Linked DNA regions of Hordeum vulgare: region 1 is linked to region 2. A link is a contact called in public Hi-C data. All regions are on one chromosome and are shown on one strand. Each heading gives the region's core, a stretch centred on a gene start, on an enhancer-like site or on the middle of the called end of the contact. The rest is flanking DNA. Distances are from core to core; before and after follow the strand shown. Region 1 holds the start of LOC123428120 (D-3-phosphoglycerate dehydrogenase 1, chloroplastic-like). Region 2 holds the start of LOC123428118.

Region 1 (5,787 bases), core at 2,274-4,773, 170 kb after region 2:
GCTGGGAACCAAAATACCATCCCTGTTGTTACTTCAGCTGTGTTACTACTACAGATTGACTCGTACCCATTTCCGAAAGAAATTGAGGTGGCCTAAACTCGGCTCTGTCAGATATTACCTCTGAATTACTTGTTTTGGATTTGTTTAGATACGGCTGAATCTAGACATCCATCTCAAAATACTTGTCTTAGAAAAAATATTAGATATGAATGTATCTAACATTAAAACGTCACAAAATATTTGTCTTCGATTTTTATGGATCTGGCTGAATCTAGACATCCATCTCAAAATACTTGTCTTAGAAAAAAAATTAGATATGAATGTATCTAACATTAAAACGTCACAAAATATTTGTCTTCGATTTTTATAGATAGATCCGTCTAACATTACAACGTGTCAAGTAATTTATATTTATAGATGTGGATGTATCTAACATTAAAATATGTCAGATTCATCTATATCTAGACAAATCCAAGACAAATAATTCGGGACAAAGCATGGAAGTAAGCAACTCTCCCCTTTGCCCTTGCAAACAGATTAGAACGGCACAGGCATAAGAAGCATTGTTCAGAAAGTAAAGCAGAGAAAGCATCGACAGAGACCTCATTATTAATTAATAGCATTATGCTGAAACATAAGATGGATTAACCAAAACACCAAACCAAACTAGAGCACCACCACAAGAATCCCCACGAACAAACTTATTCCACCCACGACGACCATCCGACACCTAAACCCCTGATCAACCAACCAGCCGCTAGCTACATCAAAATTTCAAATCAAAACATACATGTCACGCCTAGAGCTTGAGGAAGACGAACTCCTCGATCGCGGGGATCTCACCAATCTTGGTCAGCGTGGTCTTGCTGGGCTCCTCATCAACACCGATCGCCATGATAGCCGTCTTGCGGGGAGCGATCCTACCAACGCTCATGAAGCTGACGTTGACATTCTCCTCGCCCAGAACGCTTCCGACCGACCCGATCATGCCGGGCTGGTCGACCTGCCTGCACAGGATCAGGCTGCCCTCCATGCTCACATCCACCTCGAATGCACCGACCTTGGTAAGGTGGGGGATGCCATCCTTCACCCTCCCCTCTACCGTGACAAATCCGGAGTCACATATCGCACTGGGGAATTTGGACTCCACATTGGCTATCTGGACCTGGATATACTCGAGCGGTGTCTCGGGTGAGCCATCCATCACGATTTTCTCCTCGCTGACACGGATGCCCCTCTGCTTTGCAGTGAAGTCAGCATTGACCAGATTGACGAAGACGTCAGAGATTGGTTCTATCACACCCTTGGTGATCATCGCACGGAGAAGTCTCGTGTCGAGATCATCAGGAGCCCTTGCGGATGCATAGGTCACCTTCACAGACTTGATACCGCCACCGCCAGCAACTAGCTGGACAGCAAGGCGCCCAAGCTTTTCAGCGAGAACAACATAAGGTGCAAGCTCTGACAACACCTGTATGAAACACAAGGATGTAAAGACAGAGTCCAGATGCACAAAAGAATAGGTTGGGAGTCAACAAAGAACAAGAGATTGGTACCTCAGCAGGAACCATTGGTGCATTGACCGCAGAAGCTGCAAGCTCCCCTTTCAGAGCTCCAGTGACAGCTTCAGCTATTTCGATAGCCACTCCTTCCTATGGAATTTGAGGTGTTCAGCACTTTGGTAGCTTAGATAATACTAGAACCTAAATAAAAGTCATCACAATGTCTCTGCGCTAATTCAACATACCTGTGCTTCCACTGTGCTGGCACCAAGATGCGGAGTCACAGTAACATTCTCATGTAGCACTAACTTGCTGTCTGCTGCTGGAGGCTCTTTGGTGAACACATCAAGAGCAGCCTGGCATATATACAGATATAAATATATAAGCGAGACTTGACTAAAACAACTGCAGAGAATTTAGCCAGTCATGAAGTACCAAAGGGAAGAGCACTGAACAGACCTGTGCAACAATTCCCGCATCAAGAGCCCTGACTAGAGCATCTTCATCAATCACACCACCACGTGCAACATTTATAATCCGAACACCCTTCTTCATCTTGGCAAATGCTTCATCGTTGAGCATCTTGTTTGTTGAAGGGGTGAGGGGCATATGCAACGAGATGAAGTCGGCAGTGGTCATAGCCTCTTCCATGCTCACTAGGTCAACTCCAATTGCACGAGCACGATCAGCAGAAGCATATGGATCGTGTGCAATCACGTGCATTCCTAGACCTTTGGCGCGACGTGCGACCTCTGACCCAACCTTTCCAAATCCAAGGATGGCGAGAGTTTTGCCAACAAGAGACACACCGACATACTTGGTGCGCGCCCATTTACCTACACAGGAGTCAAGTCAGCAATCGAGGTAGAAAAAATACTGCAGCTAGATAAACATCAACGAACAATTTCATAAGAGATGCATCAAATTGTCCTGAAGCATTAGTAAAAGTGGTGACAAGATCACTATGACTGCTAGAACACTGTGCGTAGCATTGCTGATTCTATTTGTAGATAATTGGCCAGATCCTGTTTACAAGAGAGGCTGTAAGCATGATCTCCATAATACTGCTCAATAGTTCCTGATTTGCACGCACCAAGCCTGAGATGTCATTTCAGATCAAGCACCGAATCGAAGGGATAAACAATGATGATTGTTTTCTGCTGAAAGTATCCTCCCAAGATTCGGCATCTCAGAAAATAATTAACATCATATAAGTAAAAATATACTCCATATCTATTAATAAACTAGACATGAGCGCACGTCTGCACGATACAGAGATGGTAGGTGCTTTCCCACAACGAGTGAGAAGAAGTCTTGCGGAATTCAGATCGAAGGGTAAAAAAAGCTCACCAGCCTTGAGCGATGCGTCGGCCTGGGCGACGTTCCGGGCCATGGCGCACATGAGCGCGATGCCGTGCTCGGCGGCGGCGACGGTGTTGGCGGTGGGAGCGTTGACGACGAGGCAGCCATGCTCGGTGGCGGCGGCGAGATCGACGTTGTCGATCCCGACGCCCGCGCGGCCGACGACGCGGAGCCGGCCGCCGGAGGCCTCGAAGACGTCGCGGCCGACCTTGGTGCCGGAGCGCACGATGAGCGCGTCGCAGAGCGAGATCTTGGCCCGGAGCTCCTCGGGGGAGAGGCCGTAGGAGCAGTCGACGTTGGCGAACTCCCGGAGCAGCGCCAGCCCCGCGGCGCCCAGCTTCTCGGCCACGAGCACCGTGGGCTTGCCCTCGACGGCCACCGCGGCGGAAGCGGGCGGGGACGCGGTCGACGCGGCGGGGGCCGCGGGCGCGGAGACGCAGATGCGGCCGCGGTTGGCGCGGGCGGCGCGGGCGGGGATGCGGAGGGCGGAGGACGGGGCGGGGGAGAGGGAGGCGCGGGCGGGGAGGAGGACGCGGTGGTGGGTGGTGATGGCGGCGGCGGCGGTGGTCGGGGACGGCGCCGCCATGGTGGGGTTTGGGGTTTTGGGGGTGGGTGCGGGGGTGGGGGAATGGGCTCTGTGGTGGGCTGTCGTGACGCTGGTGATTTGGTGGGTGGGTGTGCGGCGCTTTTGATTTATAGCGGGGGTGGGAGTGAGTGCGGGTGTTGCAGCGAGCCACCTACCAAGGCTGATTGAAGAGGCGAAGTGGCAAACCGCATCTGGTTGAGGCTCCGGGCTCCAACCGCCGTTGCCGATGTAACGAAACTCTTTTGTATTTTTTTTTGAGAAGAATGTAACGAAACTTGTTTCTATTGTTGCCTTGGAAAAAAACATGCGATCGAATTCTTCCACGTTTTGACAGGTGATTGTAGATTTCATATTCCCTCAATCTTAAAATAACTATCTTAAACTTAATACTACATATAATACAAAGTCGAGACATTTATTTTAAAACGAAGGGAATATAACTTTTCTAAAAAAGGGAATATATTAAGAACGTGGCTAGCGGGCGCTGGAGCGTCTGTTGGTAAGATCAAACGCACTTTCAATATGAAAAGAGATGTCGACCGATGTGTCCTACACAGTTTATTAGAAAAGAAAAACGTGTCCACGCGTGCATTTATTTGGAATCCAAAAAGTTTAAACATATATAATTTTTTTATTTCAGCGTCAAATTCCAGTTTCGTTTACACAGCTGGGTTTCTTCTGACGAGTTTTTTAAAACTACATCTCATATTGATAGATTCCGTTTATTAGACAGCTTTGGATATGATGGAGGCAACTTTACTACTATAGGAAAGCAACATCAATTTTTGCCTAGTAGGTCTGCATATTAGGTTGGTTAGTGTAAAAATGAGAAAACCATACACAGCATGAGGCACCTTTTATGTTACATATAAGCAACTTCATTGCTAACATTATCCCAACTTACGTATCGTGTTTCATCAGTTGCCTACCGTGGATGCTCAATTGCCTACTATTGATGCCCATTTACGTACAATACTATAAAATTGACCTACCATTGATACCCAATTGCCTGCTTTTGATAATTATTTACCTATTATTAGTGCTCAGTCGTCTAACTTTACTAAAAAAATGAAAAAAATGTCCTAGCAAAACCAAGCAATTTTTCCTAGCATTACTACTCGGATTGTCTACTTTAGGCAGGAAAAGCGTATGACCAACTTGAATAGCCTTTGTGGACAACTATCTGACCCCACGCAACTTATCTATTCTAGCAAAAATCCAAAACAACTCAAGTACAAAGAAACACAAAATGTAAAAGTGTTCTAGCAAAAACAATTGAAGCAGTTGTCCTAGCAAAACCAAGCAACTGCATTACCAAAACTGTTCAAAATGGATCCGAGCAATTGCCTCAAGAAATCATGAGAACTTAACAATGATAATTAGTAGCCTAACAATGATGTCCAGTTGCATGACATCGCTAATTAGTTGTCTAGGATACTAGGAGAAGTTGCTTGTTAGTGTAGTTGATATTGCATATACTCTGAAACACGGTATTAGCATACTTAATAGTGTGGTAGACAACTTAAGTTAATTTGGTGAACATGATAGTCAAGGGAGGCAACTTATAAGGACTTCTCGTTGATAGGCAATAATGTTGGAATTATGCCCTAGAGGCAATAATAAATATAATTATTATTATAATTCCTGTATCAAGATAATCGTTTATTATCCATGCTATAATTGTATTGAATGAAGACTTATATACATGTGTGGATACATAGACAAAACACTGTCCCTAGCAAGCCTCTAGTTGGCTAGCCAGTTGATCAACGATAGTCAGTGTCTTCTGATTATGAACAAGGTGTTGTTGCTTGATAACTGGATCACGTCATTAGGAGAATCACGTGATGGACTAGACCCAAACTAATAGACGTAGCATGTTGATCGTGTCATTTTATTGCTACTGTTTTCTGCGTGTCAAGTATTTGTTCCTATGACCATGAGATCATATAACTCATTAACACCGGAGGAATACTTTGTGTGTATCAAACGTCGCAACGTAACTGGGTGACTATATAGATGGTCTACAGGTATCTCCGAAGGTGTTCGTTGAGTTAGTATGGATCGAGACTGGGATTTGTCACTCCGTGTGACGGAGAGGTATCTCGGGGCCCACTCGGTAATACAACATCACACACAAGCCTTGCAAGCAATGTGACTTAGTGTAAGATGCGGGATCTTGTATTACGGAACGAGTAAAGAGACTTGCCGGTAAACGAGATTGAAATAGGTATGCGGATACTGACGATCGAATCTCGGGCAAGTAACATACCGAAGGACAAAGGGAATGACATACGGGATTATATGAATCCTTGGCACTCAGGTTCAAACGGTAAG
Region 2 (5,574 bases), core at 571-3,070:
CAAGGATATCAAATCATGCATATAAGAAATCAGCAAAGACTCAAATATATATCATAGATAATCTGATCACAAATCCACAATTCATTGGATCTCGACAAACACACCGCCAAAGAGGATTACATCGGATAGATCTCCATGAAGATCATGGAGAACTTTGTATTGAAGATCCAAGAGAGAGAAGAACCATCTAGCTACTAACTACGGACCCGTAAGTCTGAAGTGAACTACTCACGAGTCATTGGAGGGGCGATGATATTGATGAAGAAGCCCTCCAACTCCAAAGTCCCCTCCGACAGGGCACCGGGAAGGGTCTCCAGATGAGATCTCGTGGAAATGGAAGCTTGCGGCGGCGGAAAAGTGTTTTCGTGGACGCCCTGATTTTTTCTGAATTTTTAGGGAATTTATAGGCCAAAGACCTAGGGCAGGGGAGCGCCAGGGGGGGCACAACCTTGGTTGCTGCGGCCTCCCCCTGGCCACGGCAACAGGGCTTGTGGGCTCCCTGTGGGCCCACTTGCTTGGCCCTCAGGCCTCCCGATCTTCTTCCGTTCTGGAAAAAAAATCATTTAGTCCCAAAATCAGATCTGAAAAGAGTCAAAAACACAGAAAAAACAGGACCTGGCACTTGGCACTGAGTTAATAAGTTAGTCCCAAAAAAGATATAAAAGGTAAACAAAACATCCAAAGTTGATAAGATAACAACATAAAACCATCAAAAATTATAGATACGTTTGAGACGTATCAATGTCCGTGAAAGATGGGGAGTTATCAAGAAGGAGAGCCCAACACACTGCAGAAAACACATGGAACTGCTAGCCATGTTTGAAGATATGGGCTTTGACGAAGACTCGTCATCGACCTGTCGGTAGATCATTGGCGTAGTGTAGTCCTTTTTTATTTCTTTTGTATTTTTCTTTCCTTTTTGTCATTCTAGAGCGTGGATTTATACTCTTTTACTTTCCAAGGATGGAAGGTTGTAATGAGGCAGCCACTAATAAAGCTCAAGATTTATTCCAAATCGTACATTGTCTTAAACTCTTAATTAGTTATTTTTCGTGCCTAACGTGCCATTTTTTGGCTATAAAAAGGATGCCCACTCTCTCATTTCTCACACTCAAAGTCTCAAACTCCATCTCATTTTACACATACAAACATGAATGATGCAAATTAAAACTTTCTTCAGGGTCTTGTGAGATCACACGGTCGTGGTACTATTTGGAGTTACTACGATGAAGAATTTGTTAGAGATGAGGATGGTCTCGCCTAGTTTTTCGCAAAGTGCAATCAATGCAGTAAGAAGTTGCTCGTGAAACAAAATGTGAGAATCGGCCATCTGATGAGGCACAAGACGACACACATGAAGGAGGCGACGGAGGCGGCGGCTATACTTGCGGCGCAAGGTTGGAGGATTTCTAGAGCATGACATGTAATGTACTCCTATTTTTGTAACTTTTTTCCTTTCTTCATGTTTTAATCTTTTACTATTTTTAAAGGATGACTTGTACTCTTTTACTTTTATAGAATGGAAGGTTTTAATAAGACCTACGCTAATAAAATTCTAGAATTATCTCATGTAATACTCTGTTAAAATTCATATTTTTTAGTTTCTTTTAAGATTTTTTGGTCTGTTTTACAATAAAAGAAAAAAAAATAGTGTAATCGAGCCAGCATGTCAAACCGGGCCGTGCCTCGAGCCAGCACGTTTACCCCGCGTGCCGTGCCTGGGTCGGCACCCCGGGCACGTGGGCCGGCACGGCACGGCCCAACCGTTTGGCCAGGTATGGTCGGGTGCCCTTGTCCCATCCCCTTCCTTTGCCCTGCTCCTTGCGTCTCTCCGCACAAATTCGGCCGCCGGGGGGAACCAATCCACATCCACTCACTCGCTAGTATTGCTACAGCACTAATCTAGTCCAACTCCAATGCGACGCTCCAACGATCGAAGCAACCACCAAATCCAAATCTAATCATGCATCCCAGCGACTAGCGGCAGCACGCCGGAGATGGATCCAAGAGTAGGAGGAGGAGGCGGCGGCGGCGGGAGTTGGATCCATCCATCCATCCATCTGGCCGCGCGATGTTTCAGATCTGCCGGCGGGAGGTGGTAAGCGGAGTGAAGTAGGCCGCCGCCTTGGGCGCATCTCGCCATTGGTTAGCTAGCTAGGGTTTCCCTCCATCAATGGGCCTCCCAATCCCAACAATGGACATGGAGTCGCCGCTGCTCAATCTCAACGTCACCCGAGATGAAGACAGGATCAGCGCGCTCCCCGACGAACTCCTCCTCCTAATCCTCGAGCGCCTTGACTTGCGTGACGCGGTTCGCGCCGGCGCGGTCTCCACGCGGTGGCGGCGCCTCCCTCACCAGCTCTCGCTCTTGGCACTCGGCATCCGCAGCTTCCGCCGCGCCACGCTGGCCGAGACCATGGACGCGTTCGTGGGCGCTTTCCTCTCCGTATGCCCTTCGGCCGATAGCAACCGCGAAAGCCCGCGCAGCTGTGCCATCAAGGCCCTCCGCCTCTGCTTCTACCCTTCGGCCCCTCATCTGAGCTCCATCGGCCGCGCCGTTGAGGACGTTGTCAGCTGTGGCAACATCAATTCCCTCGAATTTCGGATATCCCTGCTGCCCGCGGAGTACGCTGTCCGTCAGCTCGTCGAGTTTGGGCAGACATTCATGTCCTTCTCCCGCGCCTACAAGGTCGCTTTCCGGTGTCTCACAAGGCTATTCCTCAAGGGCCTTGCCTTCGGGGACTCTGATGTCACCGACCTCATTAGCGCTTGCGATAAGCTCAAGTGCCTTACCCTGAGATCCTGCAGACTAGCTCATCAGCACTCCACACTCAGAATTGATACACCCTGTTCTGGACTCCAGGAGCTCGAGTTCATCCACTTTGTGTGCGCGCGGATTGAGCTCATCCATGTCCCCAAGCTCAGTAAAGTGCACTACCACTGGTGCTTAGACAACCCTCCAGTTTGCTTCGGCTATGTTCCAGAGCTTTGTGAAGTCAGCCTCATTCGTCAGGCCAAGGTGTTGCAGGCTCCATTCATGCTGAGCGAGTGCTTGTCAAGGAGTGCAACGAACCTGTCAAAATTGCATCTTAATTTTGGCCACCAAATGGTAAAGCTAATTTCTATGCGTCATATAAATTTCTTCTGCACACAGATCATATGGTCTTCTCTACCAATTTCATCTGTCTATTTGTGTTCCTCTCCTTGTTGCAGATTTGGATTCAGCCCGAACATCCAAAGGGGCTTACTGCTATGTTCAAAAACCTGACGGATGTGGTGCTTTCCAATATCTTCCCTGAATGTGATCTGAGCTGGACCCTATTTATCCTTGAAGCCGCACCTGCCCTACAGAAGTTTACAGTATGTGTGATATGACTCCGCCTAGCAGGACATGTTTCCGAATATTCAGCATTAAACAACATACCAGTAAGCGAAACTGATTTTCAATCACTAACCAATTCTAATCTATCACATATTGAAAATCAGATTAGAATTGGTGAGTGATTGAAAGTCCGCATAGTAATTGGGATAATATCGAACACATGGATTGTATTGTATATGTGTGAGAGTGCAATGCAAACGGAAGTTTTGACATTCCATTTAAATTTTGCAGAGACAATGTTCATGCAAGACAGTTAAAAAAATAATGTTGATTGTACCTCGTGTTAGAGTTATCTGTAGCATATTTCCATGTCTTACTTTGCCTAGCATTTAGTTCATGCAAGGTCGTCCAAGCTCTACACCGGCATAAATTTATGTTAGATACCACTCCCTCAGTTCCTAAATATAAGTCTTTTTTTTTGAGATTTTACTATGGAGTGTAGATTCACTCATTTTGCTTTGTATGTAGTCCGTAGTGGAATCTCAAAAACGGACTTGTATTTAGGAACGGAGGGAGTAGTAGTGAGCATGTTGCCAGTTATTAAATGGCAGAAATATTTAGTTTCAATTGTGATTACATTGTCCTGGCTGGGTTTGTGTCAAGTTTAATAACATATTACATTGTCCTGCATGGGTTGGTGTCAAGTTTAATTAACATGTGTTATTTGTCTTGGATGCCCTTGACTGAAGTTATCTCGAAGTCGGCATGCATGTGCCATAGGGTATGAGGATAATGCCGAGAAGCCCAACGTGGTGTGGGAACCATCCAAGGATTTGAAGCACCTGAATTTGAAGTTGCTCTGGATGTACGGTTTCGAGGAGGAAGACAAAGTGACAAACTACATAAGGCTAGTCATGGAGCGAGCTGTGGGGTTGAGGAGAATCGAGCTGCGTGGTGAAAACTCATGCAAGGAATGCGATGTCATTGACCCGAGGAGATCCCAGGTGGATGAAGATCGGAGGTGTCGGATCAAGGAGCGACTCACAGATGGATCCCCTTCATCCTTGGAGATAATAATGTGCTGACGGATATTCTCAAGGAATACTATGTCTCATCATGCTTCTAGCTGCTTCTCAGCGCACCATCTCTGCTCATGACTGATGGCAACCACTTAGTTAGCTTAGTTCTGGAGCTCAATTACCACTGCATGGCGTCATGTTCAGTACTCCCTCTGTCCCACGTTTTCTGACACTACACTAGTATGTAATGTGTTTTTTCTGTTTTACGTATGCATTAGCGTTCGTCCTGCTTTAGATATCCTTTGTCACTTCTATGTTATCTCTGTTGAAAGTCGCAGCATGTTTACCGTATCCTATTACAAGCTCCATTTTGCACTTACTCTTCATCTGCTTCTTTCCTTGTCCTTTTTTTCTGTTTCTTCTCCAAGAGCCCGGTCTAACACTCATGTGGATCCTTAACCGGAATGTTTGCGGACGGGGACCCTGAAAATGTATACGTGTCCGAGATAATATTAAGGCCAGCAACCCTAAGCTGGTCTGCCTCGCTACATGAATCCAAATTGGACACCATTTCAGTTTTCAAGGCATACCAGTTCTTATTAAATAACTTGTGATCTGACTGTGATCTGACCGGCATTAATACAGCCTTCATCACCCTCCTGCCGAAGAAAGAAGTGTATTTGGAAATAAAGGATTACAGGCCTATCGCGCTGGTGTATAATGTTCCTAAACTGATTCTCCCGTCCGTCACAATTTAAAAGGTACGGGTTAAAATTCGTGCATTTTTAGTGTGTACGATGCGTTTGAGTTTTTGTCAGAATCTCAATGCTTGTCAACTACATACATTAATATACCAACAGAAAGAATCCACCTTGATCAAATTAACATCTCTCTACTCACGTCGGTCAAAGTGACGGCCCAAGTGAACATGGATGGGTGTGACGCCGATAACCACGTGAGAGGGTGTTTGACAAAAAAAACGACTGCATGAGGCACAAACATATATATGTGACACCCCCCCCCCCCAATTTCGAGATGGTGGGATAGGTTCATGGGTATGCGTGATCTTAAACATTTGTCTTTGCATATCGTAACGCATACTGAAAAGAACCCACCTTGATCAAAACCATAATAGGTCCCAAGTGATTGACCAATGGGCCCCATAGATGGACGCATCACCGATGAACATGCATGTGAGGGAGCCGCTGAGGACAACCAGGAGTTATATGTGAC

Evidence for each region. A called contact is a pair of places that touch in the nucleus more often than the background predicts.
Region 1: a contact with region 2 is called in a Hi-C map of seedling, with 1.6 times the contacts expected there. The contact joins the promoter of LOC123428120 here to the promoter of LOC123428118 in region 2. A contact is called at or near these places in 2 of 6 Hi-C or Micro-C datasets (leaf and seedling).

Annotation. Positions count from the first base shown.
Region 1 is chr2H:633,395,809-633,401,595 of MorexV3_pseudomolecules_assembly, forward strand. LOC123428120 (D-3-phosphoglycerate dehydrogenase 1, chloroplastic-like) reads right to left here and starts at 3,524. Exons shown (of 5, transcript XM_045112288.1): 1 at 2,853-3,524; 2 at 1,962-2,338; 3 at 1,748-1,858; 4 at 1,557-1,652; 5 at 576-1,471. The coding sequence starts at 3,450. The coding sequence ends at 800. LOC123428119 (alpha-N-acetylglucosaminidase-like) reads left to right here. Exons shown (of 19, transcript XM_045112287.1): 19 at 1-97.
Region 2 is chr2H:633,225,593-633,231,166 of MorexV3_pseudomolecules_assembly, forward strand. LOC123428118 reads left to right here and starts at 1,821. Exons shown (of 3, transcript XM_045112286.1): 1 at 1,821-3,109; 2 at 3,214-3,360; 3 at 4,072-4,720. The coding sequence starts at 2,174. The coding sequence ends at 4,407.